2 separate regions of the Gossypium arboreum genome follow, and region 2 is linked to region 1. The links are chromatin contacts, called in public Hi-C maps. All regions are on one chromosome and are shown on one strand. Each heading gives the region's core, a stretch centred on a gene start, on an enhancer-like site or on the middle of the called end of the contact. The rest is flanking DNA. Distances are from core to core; before and after follow the strand shown.

Region 1 (7,716 bases), core at 3,002-5,501:
TGAAGCATTAAATAAAAGAAATTTCCTGCAAAAACTTTGCATCTTGTCATCTAATATCTTGAAAATCATAGAGAATAAATTTGATCGTTGATAAAAGGTTTTATCACTTTGAGCAAGATTGTGCTGATAATGTGTTGTAAAATAAAGAGAGATAGAGAGAGTAAAAAACAAAGAAAATATGAGAAGAAATAGAGAATGTATTTTTTTGATTAATGGGATGATTACAGTGCTTCTTCAAAATTTCTATTTATAGGCATAAAAAGTATAAATGAAGTAGAGATCTAATTCTATAGATTATTAGAATTGAAATCTTGATCTTGATGGACATCCACTTAATAAGATAATAATAATAATAATAATAATAATAATAATAATAATAACTTTTCAAAACAACTTAGTCTAAGAAATTTTGATCCAAAATCAATTTTTTTCAATAATGGCGAAAAGTGAGTATTACAATTTTCGTCCTCCAACTTGGTCCATAAGTTTTTTTTTTATTTCTCAATGTATCTATTGGAGCGAGCCCAGTAACTAATACTAGCCACGAGTTTTAAAGCTGCTCCATACCCAAGACGAGGATCAAGCCCTTGACCACTGGTTAAGGTAGGAGAGACACTTGCTGTAACACCCCTAACCCAAATCCGTCACCGGACTAGGGTTATGAAGTATTATCAATCATATCACAGTTCATACAAATATGCATTACATTTTACAACTCAAAATTATAACCACATCAATACTCATATCATTTTCAAATATCAAATCTTAAACTTCATATCGTTCATTTGATAACATAATTAAAACATAATTCAGCATATACCAAACAAATTAAATATTTACATATAGAACGTATAACAAATCAACAATTTCATTAATCGAATATCAAGCCCATTCTTATAATAGTCTTGCACGTGCACAAATTGTAATTCAAATAAAATAAATTTCAATACCAACTTGTCATTCATTTATGGACATTTCCTAATTAGTCAATATGAGTTTTCACATTCCGTATATTAATACACATTAATACTCAAATTCATAAGTAAAACCAACTTTGCCGAAAGTCAAGTGTTAAACTCATTTTTTTATTTTCCTTATCTATTCGGCTAACTTAGTTCTTTTGCACCTATTAGTAAATTTACAAGTAATTAACAATTTTGTATAGTCATACACATGTACATACCAACCACAATATAAGCGCACACACACACACACATATATATATATATATATATATATATGTAACAACATATAAGAGCTCAACTAACATATCATGACCGAATACCAAGATACACATATCCTTTTTCATTGATTCAATCCCCTCATATGAATCTAAGTCTCAATATGTTTTATTTACCATGACAAACAAATTAAGTGTTATTCATATCATTAAATTAGTCCATAAGTAAACAACGAATACACATCATGCATATGTCTTGACTTTTACCTAATTAACACATGATGTACTTTAGCTCAAAAACACATAATAAGCTTCAAAAACATCATATAATTTGGATACACTCTCGATATAAGCTCAGACCAAGATCAAACATATATAACATAACCAATTCATCCATACCACCTCCAAATACAAGCACATAACACAAATTATAATCAACCGTGGCACACGGCATGATAATCAAAATAGAATTAAACCATAATTTAACCAAAATCGAACTCAAGCATAGAAATTAAACCATTTTCACATGGCTCCCATTATACATAGACCAAAATAACACATTCCAAAACATAATCCAGCCTATACATGCCATAGGTTCGAAAGTTCGCTATTTAAAATACCGAAGGCAGTCAATAGTATGATAGACTTGGCTGACGATTCCCGAGCTCGTAATTCGAATCCAAAATCTATAAAACAGAAACACACATATACACAGAGTAAGCTTTTATAGCTTAGTAAGTCATAAACAAATAAACAACCCTATGATATAATCAACTCATTTTAACTAACCGAATTACATTATCATTACCATGCCTAATCTCAATTTTACAAATTTCATAAATAATACACTTTCACACACATTTCCTACTTTAAGGCTCACATAATCAAATTTACCAAAGGTCATTCAACTTTCAAAGTCATAATGTCATTATTTAATCAATTATTCATATACTCATATAAACAAGCTCAAGAATCATAATATTACATTATGTACATATACTTCTTATTTGGCCGAATATACATGGTCATTTTTACTTATTTCTAAGAATCAATTCCATAAGATTTATATCATTTATTCATAAGGCCGAATACTCTTACTAAATTCACATGTATTTCTCATTTGCATCACACATAATTTGTAACAAGTATCAAGTCACATACTTACCTTATTTCAATAGATAACAAGCTAATTCATACTTGGCCATTTAGCACGTTTTACACATTTGATCACAACTTATGTTTGCCCGTTGAACCATTCGGAATTGGATAGGACACTCAGATTATCACACATATATTGTACAATGCCAACGTCCCAGACGTGGTCTTACATGTTATTAGATATCGATGCCACTGTCCTAAACAGGGTCTTACTCGCACACATATATCGGAATCACATATCGATGCCATGGTCTTACTCGCACATCACCTATCGGAATCCTATGTCATGACATATGTATCCTAGTTATTCCTAAGGTTCACACGGGGCTTTCAGACGTCATAACTCGGTCGAAACAAATTCAAAAATATAGTAACCAAGCTTGTATACAATCGGCTATTGTAGATATAATTTCACATATTTCATTTCAGCATATATAATTTGCTTTTAATTAAAATTAAGTATGTCTATTTCCTTATAAACTTACCTCGGACGATGTAAAACAGAGTGGGACGACTAGTCGACAACTTTTATTTTTCCCCGATCCAAATCTGATTTCTTTGATTCTTGATCTTGATTGAGCTTAAGAGATGACCAAACCCTAGCTTCTATTATTTCTTTTCTTTTTGTTAAGTTTCGGCAAGAAGAAGAAGTATGAAAAGCTTATTTTAATTATCATATAATATAACATATATACTAACATATTATTATTTCATATTTTACCATTTTAACCTTTTATAATTAATAGCTAAAACATATATAATAAGGGTACAACCGGCCATCACTAAGTCCGATGGTCTATTTGCAAATTAAATGCTTCAATTTTCAAATCCAATAACAATTCGGTCCTTATACAATAAACTATCAAGTTTTCAATTTACTCGATTAAGTCCTTTTATTTAATTGGGCACTCAAACAACAAAATTAAATCACAAAAATTTCACAGATATAAATTCACACATAATAAACACAGAAAATAATTTTAAAATATTTTTTTGACTCGGATTCGTGGTCCCGAAACCACCGTTCTGACTAGGGTCTAAATTAGGCTGTTACACTTGCCATCTCACCTAACTCCCGTGGTTGGTCCATCAGTTATTTTACTGCTAGTATATCACATTTAGTTTTGATATCTTTCCCCGATGTCGTATTTAACTAATCAATAATTTACATTTAACTGACACTCGTACTCAGAATTTTTTTTACTTAGCTACTTTGTTACGAGTTATGGCATAAAAAATTTTGAGGTGTTACAATAATATTATTGACTGAGTTGGTGTCACAAGTCAACTTGACGCTAACTCAGGATTGATGATAACAACATAACAACACCATGATAAATAATTGTAATATGCTTAAGTATTTAAATTTTAATTTACTCACAATTTAATCTCTTTTTTCATTTTAGTATTGTATGCATTTCATGTGTTATTATTAGTTAATTTTAAACCATACGTTTAATTATTTATTGTATGTTATTTTTAAACACACTTCTATGTTTTAAATATGTAATTTCTACATATATATGCGTGTTATAGAATTTTCTAGTATTCATAATATTGTTGATTGAGTTTTAAGTTGATATCATAGGTCAATTCGACGCTAATGATAAATAATCATAGTACATTTAGTACTATTAATATGATGCATTCACATGTTTAAATTTTATTTTACTCACAAATTAATCTATTTTTATTTTAATACCATACATATTTGATGTATTATTATATTTAGTTTCAATTTTTTTTTGGTGAATAGAATGATTATTTCATGTTGTGAATTAAAGTTGCGAGAAATTGAAATCCAAGCGGTAATATGTGAATTTGGTAAGATTTTAATTGGAGAGTGAAATCATTACATTTTACAAAGAGGCAGTCCAATCCATAAATCCGGCCCAATACCTTTATAATTCTCAATACGAAATTCCACAACCAAGTTACGCAACGCAGCGTTTTTAGGGGTCGATGGCCGCACTAGCTCAACCTGCGTGTTCCTTTCCCACATTCCTTGGTTGCTTCCGCCCTTCCCCGAGAAGCTTTTCTAATATTAGGGTTCATCCCTCTCGGAACCTTTCGACCTCAATGAGTCTACAAAGCTCCGAACCTGTCGCCACCAAAACCGATCCTCCGACCGACGACGATGTGCTGCTGCAGTACGTGGTGCTTCGGAGAGACTTAATAGACAAGTGGCCTTTGGGGAGCGTGGTGACGCAGGGATGCCATGCTTCGGTCAGTGCCATTTGGTCTCACAAGGAAGACCCCCACACCCTCCAGTATTGCAGCCCTGATAACATTGACTCTATGCACAAGGTAACCAATGTTCTTGTGTTTATTCTTCTTCTTCTTTTTCCCACCATGAATGATTTCTTTTACATTCAACAGAGCATAGTGTATTGCTTTGAAAAACCCTGTTTATGATTTTTGGTCAATTGGAGGCAATCCTCATTGTGGCACATTGTTTTCTCTTCTCATATTGGGTTTGTTGTAGACCTTCGATTTACTTGGAGTTTTATCCACCCAAACGTAATGAGAATTGATCATTTTTAAGTTACAAATAATCCCATAGCAGAACTGAGAAAAAAAGAGAGAGGCATTTATCCCATAAAACTATCCAACAACGGTGTTTAATGCAAGACAAACATTTTGGATATCTATCCAATTCTGTTCTTACACTGTCGTAAATATAGCATAACAATGAAAACCATGAGGTGTTAATTGTAGGGTGATTTGCTGCTGTATCTAGAGTTGTGGATGATGAGCTAAGTGGTGAGGTTTTGGAACATGTAGGTAACACTTGAGGTGAAGGGAGAAACCCAGATATTGAACTTGTCAGAAAAGCTGTTGGCGGCGGGTATTGCTCATAAACTGTGGATTGAACATCCTGAAAACTTCCCAACTTGCCTGGCTACAAAACCCTACCCCAAGTCCATGGTATCGCCGTTTTTCAAGAAATTGAAACTTTGCAAGTGATTGTTTGATGGTGGGTTCTAAATCATAATAATTTAGCTTGATTCTGTTGAAACCCTCTTTTGTTCTAAACTTATGATTCTTTTGACATATGTTCCCTGTACGAGTTTAAATTTTTATACAGTATTGAAGCAGCTAGAGCTATTTGCCTAGGACTCTCTCTGAACTCAAGAAGATTGGCTTGTTTTTAATAAATAAAAGATGAAATGCACACTCTAATTTGTGTAGTTTTAGTTCCGATTTGGATAGTCCTACTTGAATTTAATTCAGATTATAAATCACAAAACAGCATACAAGCGCAAGCAAGGATAAGGATAGCTAGGCCGTAAATGAACGAATAATTTGTTTATTTTAAGTTATGTGTTTGTTAATAATTACTACTTGATTCATGTTTGTTAATAATTTTAAAATGGTATGTTTCTTAATAATTAACTTGTTCATGTTCATGAATATTGTCACAAATAATGTTGATAAACAAACAAGTCTCTTTTATATGTAAAACAATCATGTCTAAATTTTAATAATTATATTATATAATAATTGAACAACAGACAATTTAGTAAATGAATATAAAAAAGAACTTATTTATAAACATAAATGAATCGAATGAGCCTTCAAATTTTGTTATTATTAATTTAATTTGATAAATGGACAAAAACAATACTCATTGAACCGAACGTAATGTTCATTTACAACTCTTAAGGATAACCTTTATTATCGAGCGAAGGAACTTCTAATAGATGTCTGAGTGGAACACTCTTCAAAGAATCAGCGAAATAAAATTTAAAATTCCCGTTTTAACATTGCCAAAAAGCACTATTTTAGCTATGGATTCAATGATCCTTTTTAGTTACCAAATATGCAAACTCCAAATACAACAAATGTCAAAGTCTTTGGTGCCCCTCATCTGCTGATAGCTAACACAACACTATTGACGATTGAAGGCAGCCCAGCCATTTTTTCACAACAAGAGGACCTAAATATCCTGTATTTTTAAACAGAAAACACCAAAATTACTATGCATTTCAAAATTCAATAGGAGATTTAACTAACAATGACTACCGGTATCGATGAAACAATTTATCTCGAAATATTATTGCATCAACTGCCTCCCTTTTGCTTAAGAGTGATCTTGTCCCCGAGACTCAAAGCAATCCCCTGGGTCTTGCTCCTTATCCGGATGTACCCACTCAGTTTCCCATCAGCTTGCTTCTCAATGCTCACGTTTACCAACGCATCCTCCCCAAACACGCTCTTTGCGTACAAGTTCGCAGCCAGGAATCCACACTCACCATCTAGCGCAGATCTGAAACGCAAACCAGCCAGCAAAAAGGATTCAAGAATAATCAATGAGGATCTCACTTGAGTGAATTTGCTTCTGTGTTCAAACAGATGTATTGCAAAACCAAAATAAGGTTATCATTCTACAAACTGATAACAGATTCAAATACCTTTTTCACAACAATAAAGTGACCATATTATAAATCATATATCAGGCTGTATTCTTAATCATGTGCAACCTACAGCTTAGTACACAGAACCAAAGGATGCTCGGTTTATTTTCAAATTTATATAATATTTCTAAACAAAAAAACTTACGGTGCAGTGAGGCACTTCATGTTAGTTGACTTGATAATATGGTCGAGGAATTCCTTTTCATTTTTAATTACAGTGTTTACAGCAACCTGAATCACAAACAAAAAGAAAAATAATAATAAAATTGAAACATCAATGCAGATGAAAACTGATAAGTTCAGTCCCAGAAGAAGCTTCGAAATTGCATATCAGTTACCCTAAGAAACAAATTATATTTGAAAGCCATCCATATTGGTCAGCTGACTAACAGAAATAAGGCGGCTGTAAATGCACGCGGTAATAGTAAAAATGGAAATAGTTCAAGAAATACCTTATTTTCCCACTCAAATTCTGCCCACATGGTTCTGAATGCAGTATCCGTACAAACAGCAGGAGAAATATAGTCCATGATATCAATGTGAATGTCATTCAGAACAACTACTGTTCTCTCAAGCACATTTGAAGTTTCATATACAATGTTGCCAAATATGACTCCAGTCTCAGTTGAAGACACCTTGATGTTGGCCTTTATTTGCTTGCTAGATTCAGGAGCTAGGGTATAATTTTGAGGACGCTCCACAAGTTTCAGATCACCCATAGTAGCCAACTCCAAGCACAAATTCTGAAGGGTTTCCCTGGTTCGGTTGATAACAGTAATATCAAGAACAATATCATAGTGATGGACAGTGACATATGCTTCGGCATATACCGGATCACTAAATCCTGTCAGTTGAAGAATGCGGTTGAGCTTATTTGCATCATCTGGATCCTTGACAAACTCTCCAGTTGCTCGTTTTAAATCATCTTGAACCTCATCCTCCAATTCCAGCTGACTCATA
Region 2 (7,716 bases), core at 2,758-5,257, 150 kb before region 1:
GGTATTTGGTCTTTATAAGTACTAAATGATTGAGTAATGAACTTGACATGTTTATGAAATTAGGTAAAATAATGCATGTTTAGAAAATGACCATATTGATGATTTGATAAAGTGAAATATGGCATGAAATTGAATGGCACATTGTGGTATTTGTGTTTTGTATTGGTTGGTAATGAAATGGTATGGATATTGCTTGGTTGGAGTTGATTTAATTACTCATTTATGCTATGTTTTGGTACCATTAAGTTTGGTGTAGGTGTGCACAAGTTTGGGTGGCAAATTGGCTTGGTAAATAACTTATTTTTGTCCACACGGGCAGAGACACAAACGTGTGTCTCAACCGTGTGTGATACACGGTCAAGTGCACGGCCGTGTTTCCCCTGGTGTTGAAATTAAAATTAAGTCAGTATGTTTCACACAGCCTCACACACGGGCGTGTGACTTGGCCGTGAGGCATAAGTCAGTATACCCTATAGGTTTGGCATGACCTAGCACACAGCCTAGCACACGGGTGTGTATAGCCATTTTTAGGGCACACAGACTAGCCACACGGGCGTGTGTGTTGGCCGTATGACCCAAGTCAGAGAGTTACACGGGGTCGAACACAGGCTAGGACACGGCCATGTGCTCCCATTTCGAATGACTACACGGCCTGCGACACGGGTGTGTCTTTGGCCTTTTGAGAGACACGGTCTGGCCATACGGGCATGTGTTCCCTATGTTTGAGAAAATTTTCTATGTGTTCTAAAAGTTTCTAAAGTTATCGGTTTAGTCCCGAACCACTCCGAATGCATGTTTTGGGCCTTGTAGGCTCGTATTAGGGACAATATGATTGGTTGTGAATGAATTGTATTTGAATTGACTAATTGTATGAGAAATGTATGTTTAAATGTGTGATAAGTTTGGTAATGCCAGTATGTTTAAATGTGTGATAAGTTTGGTAATGCTCCATAACCTTATTCCGGCCTTGAATACGGGTGAGGGATGTTACAGTATTAGTTAAGTAGTTAAGTTTATTTAAAAAATGATAAAAAAAAATTAAAAAGAAATGACATGCGTAAAAAAAAGACAAAAATATTATTTTCTCTTACATGTATATGTTTTTATTTTTTTTTCTTTCTTCAGAACCGAATCAATGGTTAAACCAATTAGGCCACTAGTTATTAGTTTGTTAGTCTGTCTGGTTCAATCATTTAAATTATTAAAAATATACAAATAAAAAAATTTAAAATAAAGAAAATCGGTTCAACCAGTCTGCATTGATTCAACTATTATCTCTAAATTGATACCACGACCGATCGATTCGATCTGGTTCTGAAAATACTGGTTTTGATCAATGAAATAACATTTTTCAATATTGTTAGGTTGAGCAAGCAAGTGGCAGACTATTATCGTTGGTATTTCAAACATTATAAAAGAAGAGAAATAATATAAAAGAAAAAAAAAAGAGAAATAATTTAATTAAAAATAATTTTTAAGCCTATATGATGTGGCAGACTATTATTGATTGAATTTTTTTAATGGATATAGCATTTTGGTGTAAAATGGGTATTGGGGTAAACCCGATTAAGCAATGAACAAAGTGAATAAAATAATAATCGAAAAGATCAAACATGTAAATTTTACGTAGAAAAACTCCTCAAAAATGGATAAAAAATAACAGAAAAAAGGAAATTTCACTATAATAAAGGAGAGTATAAAAAATGGAATAATTAAAAGAAAAACCCAAAGCCCCACAAGAAAAATCCTTCGAAACAAAGAACAAAATTCTTTCAATTTAAATCATTTTTGTTGTGAGTAACTAAGGCCTATTTATATGCTGAAATTCGTAGCATATATTACTACAACGACTCTAGGTTAATCAGAGTTAAAATGGGAAACTAAAAAATGCAGTTTAATTGGGAGAAAAAAGAAGCCAAAATAAACTTTAGTCAAAATAAGAGGTATTTTCCCACAATGGGTAATATAAGAATACTTTAGGGACCACTTGTAACAAAAAAAAATATTTAGGTACCAAAATAAAAAAAAAACATAGTTTAGGTACTAATTTGTGGGTTATGCTTTTTTAAACATACTTACCAGTATGACTAATAGAGATACCTACTTGTAGAAAAATGTAATTTAAGTATCATTTGTGAAAAAAAGTTTAGGTACCAAGATGAGAAAAAGAATATAATTTATATACCAATTTGTGAGTTAAGTCTTATCAAAATAAAAGATAAAATATGTCAAACAAATATAAGAATTAAATCCCAAATTTAAATATGGTAAAAATACCAAAATTATAATTTGACCTTCATAAAAATTTAATTTTTTTTGTCAATTTGTTGGTTTAATTTTTAAAAAGCTAACTGAATTGTTAAAATGGTACCAAGATGACTGTTTAAGTGCACTTCATAAAAATAATAAAATTTTTAAATGAATATCCACATTAGCAATAAAGTAAAATTGGTTTGCCAAGCATGCTATTATGTCAATATTGTTAAAATTTCTAAAATTCAATCAACTTTTTATCTAAATAATTGCATTATGATTAAATTTTGAAGATTAAAATGATAAAAAATTAAAAAAAAAAGAAGAAGAAGAAAGAATTAGGCCAAAGTAGACCTCGCTCATGGGTGGGTTACTCTTACACTCAAGGCTCCCCTCGAAATGTGGGAGGTTTGGGCAAAAATATAGGCGAAAAATGGGCTTAGACAAAAAATAAGGCTGTTTAAAAATGGGCCGGCCTCGAGTAAGGTATTTTTGGCTCGAGCCTGGGCCCGGCTCAATTCACTAAATGACAAAAAAAATCTGCTTTTTTTTTTGTTTTTGAATATTATTTTCTTGTTATTTTCTACCTATTTTGCTACCATATTACTATTAGTTGCTACATTTTGTTGTTGTTGTTTGGATATTGTATAAAACTTATTTTATTATTAATTTTGTTATTATTTTAAAGGCATTTGTTAATTTTGTTATTATTTTAGAGGTATTTGCTTATTAAGTTGCATCTATCTTAGTGCTATTTAAGTCTACATATTTTTTAAAATTTATTTTTAATTTGTTGGAAAATATTTATTTTGATTTTTTTAGTATTTTTGATGTATTATATATATTTAAAAATTATATAAAAATAAATACGGGCGGGCCGGGCCGGGCTCGAGTTTTAATATTTTTATTTGAGTCAGACTTGAGCAAAATTTTAAGCCTATTTTTTGGGTCCGACCCAGCCCAAGCCTAATGAATGAGCCTAAATTTTTAATTGAGCCCGGCCCAACCCATGAGACCTCTAGGCCGAAGTGATAAAAGAGTAAAAAGGCTAAATTTATATGCCAAAAAGTGGACAAGGAAACACCTTTCTGGGTAAAATTTGTTTTCTCGGTTCACTGCTCCTGTTCCTATTAGTTAGGTTTAGAAATTTTCCTTTGGAGACCAAAATGGAACCATCTGCAAATTGTAATGATTAAATGAAAAAATAGTTGCAAATTGTAATGATTGCATGAACAATTAGTTGCATCAATAATTTGATAGATACAAAATGGTCACTAAAACTTAGCTTAAAGAAATGGAATAAGAGCTTGGCATTGGCTCATTAGCCGAATATTGCCTTAGCACCTGCCGTCCGCCCAATACTTGCCTATACAGCTATGCTCTTGCAGCTTTTGAGAGCCCTGCTGCAGCATTTGCTTAAAATGTTTTAAAGGAATAGTGTGGCACTTCCCATGCATTGCACCATCACCATTACCTGTGCCTGTTCTCCACAAGTTGCAACCAATTCTTGACAGGCCTTTTTGCTAATAATAGACTCGAGACGTGCGAATGCGAGAGCTAGTTTCCAGCCACTTGATTCGTCTCAGAATTTAATGAGGTGTGCATAGGACAGTGGGGCCAAACATTCACAGCGCGCCACCGGTTGTGATCTTGTAAAGAAAAAGGCTCAAGATTTTTAGGTACATACAGACCGTGCTGCCTGTGTGCAGGAGCTATATGCAAAATTTCAGTCCCAATGTGGAGAAAAATGCAAGTGTAGACATTGCAGGGGTTAGAGCAAATGCTCCATTCCCTTTTTCTACCAAGGCAGAAAAGGGGGGGGGGTCGATCTTAGCCAGACCACATCTTTCGTTGTGCGATTATCCGATGGTTTTGGTTAATATTAGATAGCTTCGCTAGCAAGTTGGCATTAACGATTGTAATTTGTTGGATTCCATGTACAATATTTGTGATTCTTTAAAAAAAAATTTTTATGCTATCAAATGTGGAAGTGTTAGTAGTAATTGACAGATGAAGTGAATGTGAAGGAATTAAATGTTAGGTAGAATTTTGTTTGACGGAATTATAATAATGATAAATCAAAACTTATTTGAAGTTTGAAAAGAAAGAGGTGGTATTCAATTAGAAGATAAGTTGACCCATCAAATTCTTCCATTTTCTTGTTGGGCGGCTGTGAATCTGTGATCGTATCCTTTTGAGGATTGCCCCTGGCCCATCCTTTTTCCTTTATAACTCTCTATTCATCCCTGTATACATGCATAAACAAATAAATTTTATATTCAAAACTTGTTGGTAGGATTAATTACGAGCCCCGAAACAATAAAACACCTTTAATATATCCAAAACAATTCATGATATATTAGATTTAGTTCAACCATATGTGCTCTTTTTATTAATTGTTTATAAAAATATTAAAACAACCTCAGAAATATAATTTACTTTTTAAATATAGTATGTATATATAATAATGAATAATATAGATTTGAATATTTAATTTATTGTTTTGCTTTATGGATTGAAATATTTTAATTACTCTCTAAAATAGATTTGAAGTAGATACAGAAATGAACTTTCAAATATTTTGTATCTTAATTCTATCTATTATTTCAAATAACAAATTCAGCTTTAAATATTTATTATTTTAATCTTTTATTTTTTAATTCATACAATCGAATCCTTTACCTACTTTACTTTTTAAGATTTATATTATGATATTAACATAATCAATTTGGCTCGAAATATAATTTTAAATTTCATTTAAATCCTACTTATAAATCTAATTATTTTGTCTAAGTGAATCAAATATTTTTATTCAAGAAACATTGAAAATTAAAAGTAATGGGAATGTTAAAAAAAAAAAGTAGAGTAGAAAATCAACATAAGAAATGTAGGATAATGTTATATAAATTCAAAACTAGTTGTCAACCATCTGGTTTAATTTTCAACTTGTTATGATAATTTAATTAAATCAATGACACGTTTCATGGATAGGAAAATTAGCATATAGTGAAAGACAACCTTGGAATTGGTCGCTTTATTTGCTGTAAGAAAGTAGGACAAAAATGTTGTCACACCTCATGGTCGCCAGCAATAATTAAGGTGCTGCTTTACCAATTGGAAGCAAATTTCGATTACCAAACCGTGCACGTTGGGTTCAAAACCAAGTCAAATATGGATCCAAAGTTAAGATAATATGCTTTGAACTTTGTATGAAGTTAGACTAATCGACTTATTCGGCTTGAGGTTTGAGGTTTTACCATGCCTACAAACTTGACTTGAAAACCCATTTTGAAAGGCCAAAGATCTGTGGCCAAATATGCACTAGTTCTCTTTCATCTTCTGTTCCATTACAGGCATCTCTCATCCTTATTTTCCCCAAATATGCCTACACTAACATGTTTGGTAATGGTGAGTGAGGTCAAACGTTTGTTTTGTGAATCATTCTGAATGTTATACCTATGCCACCATGAATGATAATCTTTTTAGTTGGCTGAGTGGAGGTAAACTCTTTTTGGAAAAATTTTTAAACTATTATTTTTCGAGAGTCAACAAATCCCTTAATAAGTCGATATTTTCTTAAAATGACAAGGCATTTCTATTCAATTAAATGCTTTGTCTCTTTAGGTAGTCTCAAGCACTCGTATCATTTTTTTACTACTACTAGTAGTACATATTGATACCGGTTTATTTTGATGTCTGTTTTAGATTTATGTTATTTTTAAAAATATTCTATACATAATAATAATTATTTACAAATATCAAATAATGAGATGAAATAAATCTTAAACATAAAAACTCATTAGTTACATGAAATACTCTTTAATAAGCTTCACAAATACAATCCATCATTAAACAAACTCCAAATAAAAAAATCCAAAAAAATAATAAAAATTTTAAATTTTAAAATTCCTTTTTTTGTATTGGTTGTTACACAATATTCTAGTTGATACGGGCAAAATCAACTAGGAAGACCAATACCAACTGAGATTTACATTGAAATGGAACCTAAAGTATGTTGTTCAGATTTACTACTGGAACAAAGCATTCTCGCCAATACAAGTGATACCGAAATGAAATTAACTACCAAACTCCATAGAATCGGGAGATAAATCTCAACGAGGAAAAAAACTGACTCGTTAAACAAGCAAAAAATTATGTTTGATAAATTAAACAATAAAATTATCTTATACCATGCATATAATAATTCTTCAACAAATCAATAATAAAATATATTTTAAAATTCATTTTTGTACAAACAAAGTAAACTAATACAATTAGTATTAACTGAAATTTATATTGGAACAGAAGTAAAGTTTATTGTTTTGATTTACGAGAATTTTGACCCGTACATTAATTATTTTGGTCCACAGAGTTGAGAAACTAAAATAATTGTATAAGAGTGTGTTAATTTTTTATGGATAACATTTGAAGATTCGGGTTGCTCTCAACACAGATCTCAATCTTTTAAAAATGGTTATTTTTAACCATTAAAGTAAAGAATGTTAAATTTATAGGGTAAAGTGATATTGCAATTATTGAAATTATAAGATGGTATTTTAAGTAATTTAACCTGTTATATATTAAAACATTTTATTATCATCAACACATACATACATCAAAGAATTGCAGATAAGATGGATGTGTTTAGTTGGTATAAATTATGTGAAACAGAAGGTAGGTACAAATATAAAGATAACCATGGGTCTAGTTGGATGGCATGGCCCCATTTAAAATTAAAAAGATGCTCCATTTAAATAATGTTGTTTAACACAAAAATTTTATCCAATTTCAAATCTTATTAAATTTAATCTCACAATTGGAAATTAAAGTAATATCTTTAGTCTTTAAGGGATAAGATAGGTTTGGTAATGACTAAGCCTAGGTCCTCACCTCAATTTCCAAACATAATTAGGATTGCCCCATCCCCATTTCATCTTTTGAGTTATTCCTAATATATGTACATGAATTTTAAATTGATATTAAAGCTTCAAATATTTTAACTTGATATCGATATCATATTAATGGGATATTTTTGGTTAATCTAATCGAGAGTTAATTAAATAACCCCTCAAAAGTTTTATAAAAACACATCTCACTTAAATTATTTAAATTCAACATGTTAAAAGAACAATCTTCTTAAATTTTAATGAAATTGCATATTTATCTAACTTACCATATTCAACTTATCTATACAATTAGCATACACATGTTTAAAATGGTGAATAACTTTTAATTTTCATTGGCGTGAATAAATCTCAATTAGGCTGTGAAAAATCTTGGATTGGTTTAACATGATCCCAAGCTTATCCCATTAATGATATTATATCATGCGATTATCTTTTACTTTAATTTTCTGAATTTCTCAACCAATCCTTAATTCCATCCACGCAATAAAAATAAACCATATTTACCAAAAAGATTGTGCAAGTATGGACCAATACATATTTTATATTAATTAAGATA

The links. Hi-C and Micro-C count contacts between places; a contact is called where the count stands out from the background.
Region 2: a Hi-C map of leaf shows a contact between it and region 1, with 2.9 times the contacts expected there. The contact joins the enhancer-like site here to the promoter of LOC108485501 in region 1. A contact is called at or near these places in 3 of 5 Hi-C or Micro-C datasets (all in leaf).

Annotation. Positions count from the first base shown.
Region 1 is chr6:92,431,045-92,438,760 of ASM2569848v2, reverse strand. LOC108485501 reads left to right here and starts at 4,251. Exons shown (of 2, transcript XM_017789353.2): 1 at 4,251-4,645; 2 at 5,123-5,529. The coding sequence starts at 4,301. The coding sequence ends at 5,305. LOC108486212 (coatomer subunit beta-1) reads right to left here. Exons shown (of 6, transcript XM_053029439.1): 3 at 7,209-7,716; 4 at 6,902-6,987; 5 at 6,365-6,608; 6 at 5,987-6,287. The coding sequence ends at 6,404.
Region 2 is chr6:92,584,017-92,591,732 of ASM2569848v2, reverse strand. No RefSeq gene overlaps it. Among protein-coding and RNA genes, the nearest start is that of LOC108484248, 8.2 kb to the right of the region's middle. Within about 2 kb of position 4,007, at least 2 of the 2 cell types and tissues checked have an H3K27ac peak or open chromatin away from gene starts, as enhancers often do. A contact at or near this core is called in leaf, where this site is marked.